Linked DNA regions of Zea mays: region 1 is linked to region 2. The links are chromatin contacts, called in public Hi-C maps. All regions are on one chromosome and are shown on one strand. The core of a region is the stretch at or near the end of the contact, and the rest is flanking DNA. Distances in the headings are between cores, read along the strand shown.

Region 1 (6,761 bases), core at 2,036-4,535, 190 kb before region 2:
TGGCTTCCTGTCAGTTGTAGAAGTACTTCTATCATTAGCATCATTAGGTGCTTCCTCCTGCGAGCTCTTTGTATTAGGCATACCATCTGGTGCTGACATAAATGCAGAAGAACCTCTCAAAGACTGAATATCCAGAGAGAACGAACTAAACTGTTCCTCCAGTCGCTGAAGCCTTGCCTCAATGCTACCAAGGGGCTTTATCATGCTGTCCTCAAACCTAGAGCAATATAATTCCACCTTCTCTACCTTTGACAGCAGAGTATCCAGCTTTCTCTCAATATGATTATAAGGAGTAAAGTTTTCATTCATGAGGGGATGACCTGTGTTTAATTCTCGCCGATCCTTCACTGAAGGCGCTTGTGTGCTATCTAATGTTTGTACAGGCAGTGGAAGAGAATTGGGCTCCTTGAACTGGAACTCGCTTTGGCTACTTTTTTCATCAGATACTGTAACACCAATTGTAGGGCCCATTCCACTTTCTATCCCTGCAGACGTATATTTTGAATCATTTGTGCTACACAGCCCTGCTTCCTGTGTAACCCTTTCACATGTGACGCTATCTTGATCCCTTGATTTGTCAGAAAAATAACTACCATCAATTTTCAAATTTCTTGACTTAGACATTTGCATAAGGCCAGGAGCAAGCATTGCCAGCAAAGAACTGCCTCCCATGTTTCCAGGACCTCTTACTGAAACATCATTGGTGGATTCAACAGGATCAGCAAATATGTAGATTTCCTCAATGTGCACTGACGTATTTGACTGAAGTGATAGAAGACGTATAGTAAGGGATGCACATGGGTTAACATCAGTCATCTCGGCAGTAGCTTCATAGTGTGCCTGCAATACATATAATAACAGAAGATAAGGACAATGTTTTTACTACGTCCAAAGTTGCAACTTGTAAGTCCGCCTGCTCATCAATCCCACTTCTCTAAAAGTATCACTAACAAAAAGGTTGTAGATATCTTAAAAAGAACTCAATAAGAAACTCCAGTAGACCGTGCAAAACACTGTTTTGCACAGCAGTCTCTGCACTGTTCACAAAGCGAAGTTTGAAATAGGAGGTGAGACAGATAAGGTTGCTAGAGATGACCTCATAACAAAGAAAAACATCCTTATTTTATCTAACAAAACCATTGCCTGCATAAATTTCTGGTGATAAATGAGTATTAACCAATGTTTCATCGGCAGAATAAAAAAAATGAATTGCATACCATAGTATTTACTTGGCAGGTACGAATCACATTCCTTTCTTGAGATGTTAGTGTTTTATTTCCCGCAGGAGATTCTGGAATATTGACATCAACCCAACTATCTTCATCACTACCACTGCTTACACTTTTTGCCTCATGTTCACGCTTGGCACTGTTTAAAGCACTGCCAGTCCGCTGGGACATACTTTCTTCGCCATAGGGCTGCGGTTCTTTAACAGCAAGTCCACAACGCACGGTGCATAGATAATCCTTGCCGGTGCCCTTTGCATCAGGAGAGTGGTATAGTTCATATATCCGAGCTGTGCTTCGCACATATACCCTGTGAATCTCATACTTCCCCCTGAAACTAACTGAACAAAATCCTTGATTAAGTTTTTGTGTATACAGGATGAGAATGTAACTGTCTACAAATTTGCATTACTAAAGGCTTCCATAGGAATCCAACGGTTCGACTGTTCAATAGAAGACGCCAAAACCAGGTACAACGCTATCAAAGTTGATTTGGAAATAATGCCATAATCAGATTCCATGGTAAAGTAGAATCCGACAATGTTTAGCTATAGGAGATGTAAAACACCAGCAAATGTAATTTCCAAAGTATCATACATCTGAAACTACCAATGTTACTAACCTTGGATTTGAAAAAGAGTCCTTAGTCCTTAGGGACTTGGTAGAATATATAGGCACATGTAATATGGGTAATATGGGCCTTAACAACCAAATGCTGTTGCTATGATCGTGGACTGAATAAGAAGAGTCAAAGTGTTATAGGTAAGCGTGGTAATGGATCACGATCCAAATGTTTCTTTACAATAAGTTAGGGCCATTAATTCATTCTTGTTCAAAAATAAATAGGAATGAAGCCTAATCCTAATCCGATTCGATCCTTAAATTTTACAGTGTAAAATCTAGAGCCCATTATCACCCCTAGCTATAGGTAACTAACTCATGGTGGTCATACATCAATTTATTAGTCTGTACCAACATTATGAGCAGGGTTTAGGCATCTCAACAAGTTGTTGTAGTTACTTAGTTTCAACAACACGTAAGATTAACAAAGGGACCCCAAAGCATTAATCCACCAATTTAACCCAAAAGCTTAAGCTAATGGAGAGAAGTGGACAATTCACTCATACTTTAAAGCTCAATGCAACTGGAACAGTTCAGGACTCCAACTGGGAAGATGCAGCAGTATCTGATGAAGTCATTTCTCGAGAAACTTTAAGTTTAGGCCATGTAGCTATTCAAGTCTTCCAGATTTTGGACCAAGACAATGTGGGCGGACGTGCCTAGAATGCGTCATGCAGAAAAAAAGCGGGGATAACCTTCTCCCTAACAAAACATTAATACGACACTTCCAGCCCAATGGAACAATCACAGCACTAGATCCCCAGAACCCAAATAGCCGATGCCCAATTCGATTTATAGATAGTATATAAGCCTACTAGGGTTTTGCCCGCTCAGACGCTGTCCGACTGTGACGCAAGTAGCAACACTTCCCAGCCGAGCGGGCAGTTGCATCCGATCAACGATTCGACTAAGCGAGCACAACAAACCTCCAAATTTAATTTTTACTAGGTTGGTTGGTTCTACCGAAGACAAAGAGAGGACTCACCAGTGAGCTCGCAGGGGCAGGAATGCACGTCGCCCTCCGCGTCGGCCGGCGGGCGGCAGAGCACGACGCCAGCCGGTGACGCCTCGGCGTCGTAGTCGGAGGTCTCGAACGAGACAGCGTCCTCCGCGGTCCCGCCGGCGGGACCGAGGACCCACGTGCTGGTCGCCGTCCAAGGCCGCCCGCCGGGCTCGTTGCCTCCCGATCCTGACGCTGCCATCTCGCACCTCCAAGTATTGGGTGAGTGATGGTCGGGTCAGTCAGTAGCGGCGGCGTGGTGCTTGTGACGGTGTGCGCTCGCCGCTCGCCTCAGTGGCTTCCGAATTCCGTCAAGCGATCTACCAGTAGCTTTCACCACACGCGAATCTGGTGGTGTGTCTGACAAACGGATTGTGGATAGATCATTTATGAATGGAACCGTGCAAACCGTTATAATATTTTTAGTAGGTCCGTTCTAAAATATAGTTATTTGCAGACCGTTTTTTTCTTTCCATATTCATTCAAATAATAATAACAAATATAAACCTATTCATTCGGATGTTAATTAATAAATATACAATTAATTTTAAACGAATTATATTTTGAGATCAAGGAGTACAAAACAACCCTCTTACCTTATATATCAGCTTTTAAAAGCAATCCTTTCCTTTTCTCTGATACATTTTTAAATATACTATCACATCTCCACCAACGTGTGTACGATTTGCTGAGAGCACCTAGAGGAGGTGAATAGGTGATCATGTAAAAACTTCAAACTTACAGCCACAAACTTGATTAAGTGTTAGAGCAATAAAGCTAAGTGGCTAGAGAGGAGTTCTTGTAAAACACACCAACCACAAAGAGATCAACACAGAGAGGCACAATGATTTATTCCGTGGTTCGGCCAAGTTCAACACTTGCCTACTCCACGTTGTGGCGTCCCAACGGACGAGGGTTGCAATCAACCCTTCTCAAGTGATCCAAAGATCCACTTGAATACCACGATGTTTCCTCCTTTCACTATTTCCCGTTTGTGAGGAATATCCACAACTTGGAGTCTCTCGCCCTTACAAAAGGTTATCACAAATGAACACGGAAGTAAGGATGGGATGAGCAACACACACAAGTCCACAGCAATACGCACACACACACGGCCAAGACTTGAGCTCAAATGAATATCTCAAAGTTCTCACTAGAACAGAGCTCAAATCACTAAGAATGTCAAACGAGTGTGCAAAGACGAAGTGTGAATGATCAAGAATGCTCAAGGTGTGCTTGGTGTCTTTCTCCATGCGCCTAGGGGTCCCTTTTATAGCCCCAAGGCAGCAAGGAGCCGTTGAGAGCATTCCAGGAAGGCAATTCTTGTCTTCTGTCGACTGGCGCACCGGACAGTCCGGTGCACCACCGGACACTGTTCGGTGCGGATTTATTTCCTATTCTGACGCAGCCGACCGTTGAAGATTTGGAGCCGTTGGCGCACCGGACAGTGTCCGGTGCACACCGGACAGTCCGGTGCCCACTTCAGACCGTTGGCCCGGCCACGCGTCACGCGCGGATTGCGCGGCCGACCGTTGGCTCACCGGACAGTCCGGTGCACACCGGACAGTCCGGTGAATTTTAGTCGTACGCCGCCGACGAATTCCCGAGAGCGGCCTTTTCACCAGAGCCAGCCGGGCGCACCGGACACTGTCCGGTGCACCCAGACTGAGCAGAGTCTTGGTTGCTCGAGCCAAGTGTTTTCCAATTGTCTTTTCTCTGATTCTAGCACTTAGACAAATATGTTAGTACACAAAAATCAATGTACTAAGTCTAGAATCATACCTTTGTATTGATTTGCACTTTGTCCACCCTTTGGCATATACTCATTCCTTAATGTGTGTTGGGCACTTAATCACCAAAATCTTATAGAAATGGCCCAAGGGCACATTTCCCTTTCAATCTCCCCCTTTTTGGTGATTTATGCCAACACAGCAAAAAGCAACTAAAAGAAGTGCAACATCAATGCAAATGAGAACACAAATTTGTTTTGATTCAAATTTGGCATATTTGGATCATTCTTTGCCACCACTTGGTTTGTTTTTGCAAATCAAACTCAATTTCCTATCTCTAAGTCAAATTCACTTGTTGAGGCATAGAGAAAGGTATTCCAAGAGAAATTGATCACTGATTCAAAAACTCCCCCTATTTCCCATAATCAAATGTTCTCCCCACAAGAGACCAACTTTTGACAAAAAGTGACATTTAGAATTTTGACAAATCAAAAGTCCTAACTCTACTATTTTCAAAATTTCTCAAGTGGTAGCTGATCCATTTGTTGCTTTGGCCCTTAATTTCTCCCCCTTTGGCATGAAGCACCAAAACGGGATCATTTTTGGCCCTTAAACCCCATTGCCTCACCAAAATTATCAATTAAGAGCAAAAGGCAATAAGAGACATGGAGATGAACTTGGAGTAAGTTACCCTCTTTTCGGAGTGCAGTGGAAGTCTTTCATGGTCCAAGTCCACCTTTCCCTTTCAATCCACCTTTGAGACTAATTTAAGAACACTCAAGCACATGGTTAGTCCCAAAGAGTCAAGTTGTAGCACATCTCCCCCTAAATATGTGCATCACTTGCAAATGGACTTGTGAGGTCCGGGGAGTGCTTGTACAACTTGAGCACCATAAATAAACAACAAAATGCATAAGGAACATGATCAAGGCATAGAACACATGTATGCTATAAATCAATCCAAGTTCCGCGAATCTAAGACATTTAGTTCACTACGCAGCCTGCAAATGGTCTTCTCATCTAGAGGCTTGATAAAGATATCGGCTAGCTGGTTCTCGGTGCTAACATAAAACACTTCGATATCTTCCTTTTGCTGATGGTCTCTCAAAAAGTGATGCCGGATGTCTATATGCTTTGTGCGTCTGTGTTCAACAGGATTATCCGCCATACGGATAGCACTCTCATTATCACATAGGAGTGGGACTTTGCTCAGATTGTAGCCAAAGTCCCGGAGGGTTTGCCTCATCCAAAGTAGTTGCGCGCAACACTGTCCTGCGGCAACGTACTCGGCCTCAGCAGTGGATAGGGCAACGGAGGTTTGTTTCTTAGAGCTCCACGACACCAGGGATCTTCCTAAGAATTGGCACGTCCCTGATGTACTCTTCCTATCAACCTTACATCCAGCATAATCGGAGTCTGAATATCCAATTAAGTCAAAGGTAGACCCCTTTGGATACCAGATCCCGAAGCAAGGCGTAGCGACTAAATATATAAGAATTCGCTTAACGACCACTAAGTGACACTCCCTAGGATCGGATTGAAATCTAGCACACATGCATACGCTAAGCATAATATCCGGTCTACTAGCACATAAGTAAAGCAAGGAACCTATCATAGACCGGTATGCTTTTTGATCAACGGACTTACCTCCTTTGTTGAGGTCGACATGTCCGTCGGTTCCCATTGGAGTCTTTGCGGGCTTGGCGTCCTTCATCCCAAACCGTTTGAGCAAGTCCTACGTATACTTCGTTTGAGAGATGAAGGTGACGTCCTTGAGTTGCTTCACTTGGAACCCAAGGAAGTAGTTCAACTCGCCCATCATCGACATCTCGAATTTCTGCGTCATCACCCTGCTAAATTCTTCACAAGACTTTTGGTTAGTAGAACCAAATATTATGTCATCGACATAAATTTGGCACACAAATAAGTCACCATCACAAGTCTTAGTGAATAAGGTCGGATCGGCTTTCCCAACCTTGAAAGCATTAGCAATTAAAAAGTCTGTAAGGCATTCATACCATGCTCTTGGGGCTTGCTTAAGTCCATAGAGCGCCTTAGAGAGCTTACACACGTGGTCGGGGTACCGTTCGTCCTCAAAGCCAGGGGGTTGCTCCACGTACACCTCCTCCTTGATTGGCCCGTTGAGGAAAGCGCTCTTCACGTCCATTTGGAACAACCTGAAAG
Region 2 (6,906 bases), core at 102-2,601:
TTCATATATAACCCTATTGATATGTTTTTACCGAAAAGAAAAACTATTAACGTTTTCATAGATCATGGTTATCTATTGAGTAAAAAATCAACAAATCTATCCACAAGACTGGCATAAAATGCTGCAGGAAGCATGCAGCTCAATAGTAAGGACGAAAAGACTTTATAGCGCGACTAATGGTCCCAACAACACAAGCTCACCTTGAAATTACCTTAATCTCTACAAATTTACGTAGTTCGGACATGTTTGTCCGCGAGAATACAATTACGACTGTTGTTGTTGCTGCAACCTCTTATTCTTCCAAAAAAATGCAGCCACTTATTCTTGCCAAAATACCGTAGCCAATTTACAGTGCTTGCTACAACACAACCTCGTCATGAACCACCATATGCGTTAACTTTATCTAAGTTTCTATTTAATTGCCTGCATCTAAAAAGCGCGGGCTGTATGGACGAATGCAAAACAAGTCATTTTATCTGCACCAGCAAGTACGCACAAAACATGCGTATCTCACCGGCCAAGCTTGCGCGAGTGTGCGTGTGCTTGCGCAACCATTCAATCAGGCTGGATGTGTATGGTTTTGATGATTTCGTTTCAATTTCTAAGAATGAAATAATTTTGTTCCATGTTTAAAAGATAGAATAACTCTGTTCCATTTTCACATTTTCACGAGCAAAAATGCTTTTCAAATTTTAAAAACGTGAGTTCGAACATATTAAAAGAATATTTTCTTTTTAGAGCCAATGTCTACGTGATTGGTTACTAAGGTGCTAGATGTCCGTGTCGCGTCAGACTGGCTCGGGCGTCACACCGCGCCACACTCCAGCTACCGCGGATGTGGTGTCCAAATCAACCGCCGCAGGTGTGTCGTGCTGCGGCCCCTATCCAAACAGGCCTCTAGTCTGCCGGAAAGGTGGCAGATGAGCAAAAAGAAAACCTACACTACATGAGCGGGTACAGGCCGTCATTCTGCTCTGCAACCAACCAAACATATGCCAAAGAACGGTCGGCCTGGACGGAGTAGCCTGAGCAACCAATCACACGGTATGTTCTTGTCTTCTTTTAACTAAACGCTACCAAAAATTAGAACGGGTCGCTCTGCCTGACCTCGATCATAAACCAAACACTACATTATTCTCGCAGCCGAACAGGCCGGCCAAATGGTAATATTGATTTGTTGGAAACAGAAACTTTTAACTTTCTATTTGGTGTCAAAGGCAAAGCAGGCCGAATGCAAATGGGCCTATGTTTTCCTAGGGCCTGTTTGTTTTGTTCGAGCCCAGCGCGAGCAGGGGGACATGTTGTATTCGAGAGTGAATTCCAGATACCTGATTACCGCTGCTGCATAACCCTATCTCTTCCTAGTTCCTACGCCGCGGCGGCGCGGCCTCCCCATTCCGGCCTCCCCATTCCGGTGTTCTCCGATTTGGGGGACGTCCCTTGCCCGCTCCGGAGTCCGGTCCAGCGGAGCCAGCTACGGCACAGATCGGCCTCCGTCCGCCCCTTCCCATCTCACCAGACTCTCCACCGCCGCGGTGAGCGTGCCTCGGCTGCTTCCTAGGTACACACAGACATCACTTGTGCCCCTCTCTCTCTCTCTCCTCTCCCCGCCGTATGCTCCTCGGTGGATTTCTATTAGTTTAAGTCAGCCGTTGGTCTGTTCTCGCCGGCTTTCCATAATTCTCTGTTGGCTCCATGGCTTCAGTTAGCTCTGAAATGTTCTAAACTTCATCGCTTCAGTTTGGTGTCCAAAAGTTTCAGCCTGCTTGTCGAATTGAACTAATAAATAACTTAATCTGCGTTGGGTTTGCGTCGTGTACCGCTACATGGTTCAGTGTCAGACCAAACACTCAGTTCGTTTACTTGTATGCGCAGATTACTGCTTCAGGCGGTGCTGATGCAAAATGGTTCTATGTCAGGGCGTTTCTGTTGGAAATGCTCAGTTGCTAGCTTTTCCTGGTAGATCATCAAGTTTTAAGAGCACCCAGTTTCATGTTAAAACGGATCATTTTTCGGCAAGAGCTCTACGTGGTATGAAGACAACAAATATATTTTCTTTTGGTCCACTTCAATTTCGACCTTTTATTTTGTCTTCTTGATTAAACCTTTTTGATTGATAATTCTTGTTCTAGACGAAATATCATCAAGCTGCTTCTTTTCTTATGAACTGAACGTTTCATCTGATACCCAAAGATCTCCATTTAAACATAGATCACTCTATGCCTCGAAGCAAAATATTGTCTTAAACTATTCCACTTTATTCATGCATGTTGCTTCTGCTCAAACAGTACTATTGTTATACTGACTAGCACTGTATTAAGTTATTCTTTTCTGCAGGCAATTTGAGCACGTACCACCTTTGTCAATTCTGAATCCTGTATTTTAGCAAAGTCTATAAAAACAGCTGCTCAGCTTCATAATTCTATCTTGTCACTCTTGAGTATGGGTAAGCATGCATGACATAGGAGAAAACACATTGGGCCATTGAATGTCCAGAATAGGATAACTGAAATATAACTCAAGAAATACTGTTATGCTTTAGAGCCGGTGGAGTTACCTCGGCTAAACTGATCTCATGCTTCTCCAGTCAATTCTTTTGTGTGTGCTGGCGTATTCATTTCACCTTATCATTATACTCCATCACATAAAATAAGGCGCACATGTTTTAGAAAAGTCAACATTTTAAAACTTTGACCAACAATTCAAGAATAAAACATATCTTTTTAGTGTATGCATGTCATATACTTAAATTTGTATTAAAAATACTTTAATATGATGCTTAATTTGTTTTTGTTGATGTCATATTTTAAAAGAAATTAATGGTCAAAGTTTCACTCTAAAGACTTTGTCAAAAAAATATATGCCTTATTTCATTGGATGGAGGGAGTATGTTATTTTTGGCAAATATTATGTTTCCTATTAAGGGTTAGTTTGGTAACTCCATTTTCCCAAGAGAAAAATGAACTAATTTTATGTCGAGTATGATAAATTAGGGGTACCAAACTACACCCCCAAAAACGCGCTTAAAACCCTAGGGACACCCTTGAAGTACATCCTCGAGGACCATGAATCACAAACTCCGCCTCACCCGAGGTTCGTATCGATGACCATCCCCACAAAACTTTGTCCCGACCGAGCTCCCCACGAAGGCCTTCCAAAATCTCTGACTCACCCGAGCTCGGTCTCGAGTAGGTCACATACTCGGGAGAGTCTCCGCCTCGCCCGAGGCACCCTCGCCCTAGGACCGCCATGTTCGCCTCGCCCGAACCTATCTTAGGCGATAAGGACAAAGCAAGCCCGAAGGCCCGTGGGGGATAGCCGCATTCAATGCTCGTACCTACCTCGCGCAGGGTTACAGCTGTACAACGGTAACAAGACCGCAGTCCCGTCAAAGATTCACCAGCATGATTACGCACGCGCCACTGTACACGCACGCCGTCTGCCAGCCCCTGACAAGACATGTAATACGACAGAAGGGCGGACCAGCCCTCGGGCGCAAACTCCGTCTCGCCCGACGCAAAGCTCACCCTCAGGACAAAACTCCGCCTCGCTCGAGCCCGGCCTCGGCTACCTGCCCCAGCGCGAATCCCGCGAAGGGCCACTCCTTCGAACTGTGGCACGCGTCATCGAATCGCAAGAAGGCTCGGTCGTGACATCGGGCATGCCTTCATCTCACCTAGCCCGATCCTACCCTCGATATTTGTGTCAGAGGACGTCCCCAACGTCATCGGACACAGTAAAGCTGACGCATCCCTTAAAAAGCCTTTTCCCATACTAAGCACTGTGTCAACCACTATGGTATGTGCAACCCCTCTCAGGGGGGCTCGGGGACACAACCGAGCCCTCGGCCTCGGTCGCGGCTCTCAGCAGGAAACAATCAAGCACAAGTCAATAACAAAGTACAAAGGCCATGCTGTCTACAGGACGCGAAGACACCCTCCACAGCATGCAAGCATGCCCCGTCTACAAGGATGCGCTCCCCTTGGGCATATAAATAGGTTAGTCTACGACCTCTCTAGGGGTAGGCGAACATTTCGTAGTCTTCTCCTGGCATCCGATATTGGCACTTGCCTCAATCATTTATAGGGACTTAGGGCCTTCCCCTCTCCCGCTCAGCTTGTAACCCCTACTACAATCACTTCGGTGCGAGTAATATAAGCTTCATCCCCCTCTGCTGGAAGCAGGGCCTTGCATTTTCCGAACCAGGATAAATCGCCTGTGTCAACTCGCATCACTATCTGGATCTGGGGCACATGACATAACTTCACTAGTTGGTTAGGACCGCGAGTCCAAACACCCACATTTTTCTTGGGAAAATAGAAATTCCTTGGAAAATGGGGTTGCCAAACTAGCCCTAAGTGTCATCAATCATCATAAACTTATAGTCCTGTATTAGATGCTATAATCTGGTGTTGCTGATTTTCTGGGCTCTGCCTGAGTCCTGACAGTTCAATACTTGGTGTTCCATGTCAAAGAAAATTTTGCACTTCTAGGATCTTTATTCCTTCGATTACTTGTCGAGGGTCCATTTTCCGACATAGGCTTGCTGAAAAAAAACAATGTAACGTTTAGTTGGCACATGGTCAAGACAATGCAAAGTAATAAACAAAATACAATCGTTTAAACAGGATATGAATTTGAATTGTTCAGAGTTCCAGCCACATCATATTATCAACAAAGTATATAGCATGATATGGAGTTCAAGCCTTGGTTTAGTTATCTCCATTGGTACTTTTTTATGATTAGAATGACATTGGAAATGAAACCATTTTGCAAGTGTTATGTATACTGATTTCTTTAATGGCCATGATTTATCTATACGCTCCATTGTCCCATTCTTTGATCATTGTCCCTAGTTACTATAATGGATTTGATTTTCATCATTGTGTTTTTCAGTTGGCACTGATTCCATTCATCATGGCATGCCTATATCATTCCCAAGGGAGAATTCTCTCAAGGGCATGCCATCACTATCAGGGCAGCATAATCAGCATCCAAGGTCCGTTAGTTGTCGGGCATCCTCGCTGGCATCTTTCAGCTACCCTGAGCTGACATCCAAACCCAGATGGTGGTGGAGAACTCTAGCTTGTGTGCCGTACTTGCTGCCACTGCACAACATGTGGTCTTATGCCGACGTGATCTACCAGCTGCACACTTACTTGCAGGGGTTTTCGCTGTTGTACACCTTCATCGACACCATGACTCTGTGCCCTGGGTGGCTCTTTCTGGTGATATTTATGACAGTGTACTTCTTCGTTGTGAGGCGGAAGTGGTCGCCGCACTTTCTGAGGTTCCATGTGATCCTAGCGATCCTTCTAGACACTGGCTCCCAAGCAGTGGCCACCATGTGTACCTGGATGCCAAGCATCGTTTATCAGGGGAAGCCAATGCAGTACTTCTGGATGTCTATCGCGTTCATACAGATCTTCACAGTGCTTGAGTGTTTGCGCTGCGCTCTTTGTGGAATGTATCCTAATGTCCCATTCATATCCCACACCGCTTTCATTCACTCTGATCTGAATCTGTTCAGGTAGGTGCTTACTACATAAGGTCCAGGACTCAAGGAAGGATTTCGGAATGGCTACTTACAGTTGTAGAGAACGTGTTTTGTTCATATTGAAGTCCTGTGTAATTCTTATCATGGGACCAGCTGGTACAATAGCATTTAAACAACACTACAATTGATTTTCGTTCCTCGGATTTTATTGTTTGTACGTTTGGTTACCTGCAAATTTTGTTTCGAGGGGCAGTACTTGTTCATCCGAACTCATGTTCTGTCTGTACTTCAGGGCTGAAATGCCTTAAACTGTGAATTATAGGGTGCCTCGCGGCTCTAAGTGGCGATGAAGATACAACTTTGGGCACATCGAAAATGGAGGGGTTACCAGGAAATTCAGTAGAGATTTGCTCTGCCTGTGAAATTCATTCTTTCCATGCAAGCTTGTCAAAAAATTTCCTAAAAACGGTTCGATAACACCCGAGTGTCGACTGCAGGCGAAAAAAATACAGTGTATCGCATTTGATTTGTATTCAAGTTTGGTTATGCATACACCGAATTAAGTGCTTAATGTTCGACTCCAACTCTAAAAAATAAAAAATAAAATCCCCCAAAAGCTTGTCTTCGAAATCTATACTACCTATTAAGGCTCTAAGGGTAGGCTGCCTCTGCTTGGTTCTGCCTTCCGACGATCTTAACCGTCCAATACGCTTTAGAGTCTCTCAGCCGTCCGATGCGCACGCTCTCACCCCCCACGCATCGCCCCGCCCCCACCACGGATCCCGCATCCCCCACGGATCCCGCAGCCGCGCCGCAGCCGCTCCCTCCCGTGCTCCCTTCGCGCCCGCCCATGGATCTCCAACAGCGAGCGCTGCCGCCGCCGCCTCGCCTCGGCAAACCCGGCTCCATTGGCGACAGCTCCCGCCGGTGGGACCTCGTGTTCAGCGTCGTGAAGCCGTCCGTGATCCAGCTGCGGGGGCCCACCAAGGTCAGCGTCTTCATCGCCAGCAACGACGGCAGCGCTCGCTCCCTCCGTACCATCCAATGGCCCGCGTTCGTCCCCTGCCCCAGCAACCCAGCTTAACCCTAGCTCGCTCCCTCTGTAGCCACCTCTTCCTGCTTCGCTCCTCTCACGTAGCAACCGCTCCCTCCACTCCCGAGATCGTGGCCCGACGCCGTGCCACTCCCGAGACCGCGCCACAAAGTCGCGGAACGTCCTCACCGATGCACCGACGCGCCCCCGAGCCCGCTTCCCGACGCCACCCTCACACAACCTGCCCCCTGTCACCCTCTGGACGGGACGACACAGGTCTGGAGAAGGGTCCAGAAACCGGCGCGAGTCCACCGCGAATCCACACGATCGATGTCGTCCTCCCGCTCGTTTCGCCGTCGACCTTTCTCGAGTGGTT

Evidence for each region. Hi-C and Micro-C count contacts between places; a contact is called where the count stands out from the background.
Region 1: a contact with region 2 is called in a Hi-C map of leaf mesophyll, with 2.3 times the contacts expected there. The contact joins the promoter of LOC103633312 here to the promoter of LOC100273053 in region 2. A contact is called at or near these places in 6 of 25 Hi-C or Micro-C datasets (bundle sheath, ear, endosperm and 3 more).

What each region holds. Positions count from the first base shown.
Region 1 is chr7:167,961,467-167,968,227 of Zm-B73-REFERENCE-NAM-5.0, reverse strand. LOC103633312 reads right to left here and starts at 3,285. Exons shown (of 3, transcript XM_008655035.4): 1 at 2,833-3,285; 2 at 1,218-1,567; 3 at 1-840. The coding sequence starts at 3,049.
Region 2 is chr7:167,766,444-167,773,349 of Zm-B73-REFERENCE-NAM-5.0, reverse strand. It overlaps LOC100273053, which reads left to right and starts at 1,351. Exons shown (of 3, transcript NM_001147502.1): 1 at 1,351-1,561; 2 at 1,876-2,031; 3 at 4,897-5,759. The coding sequence starts at 1,905. The coding sequence ends at 5,534.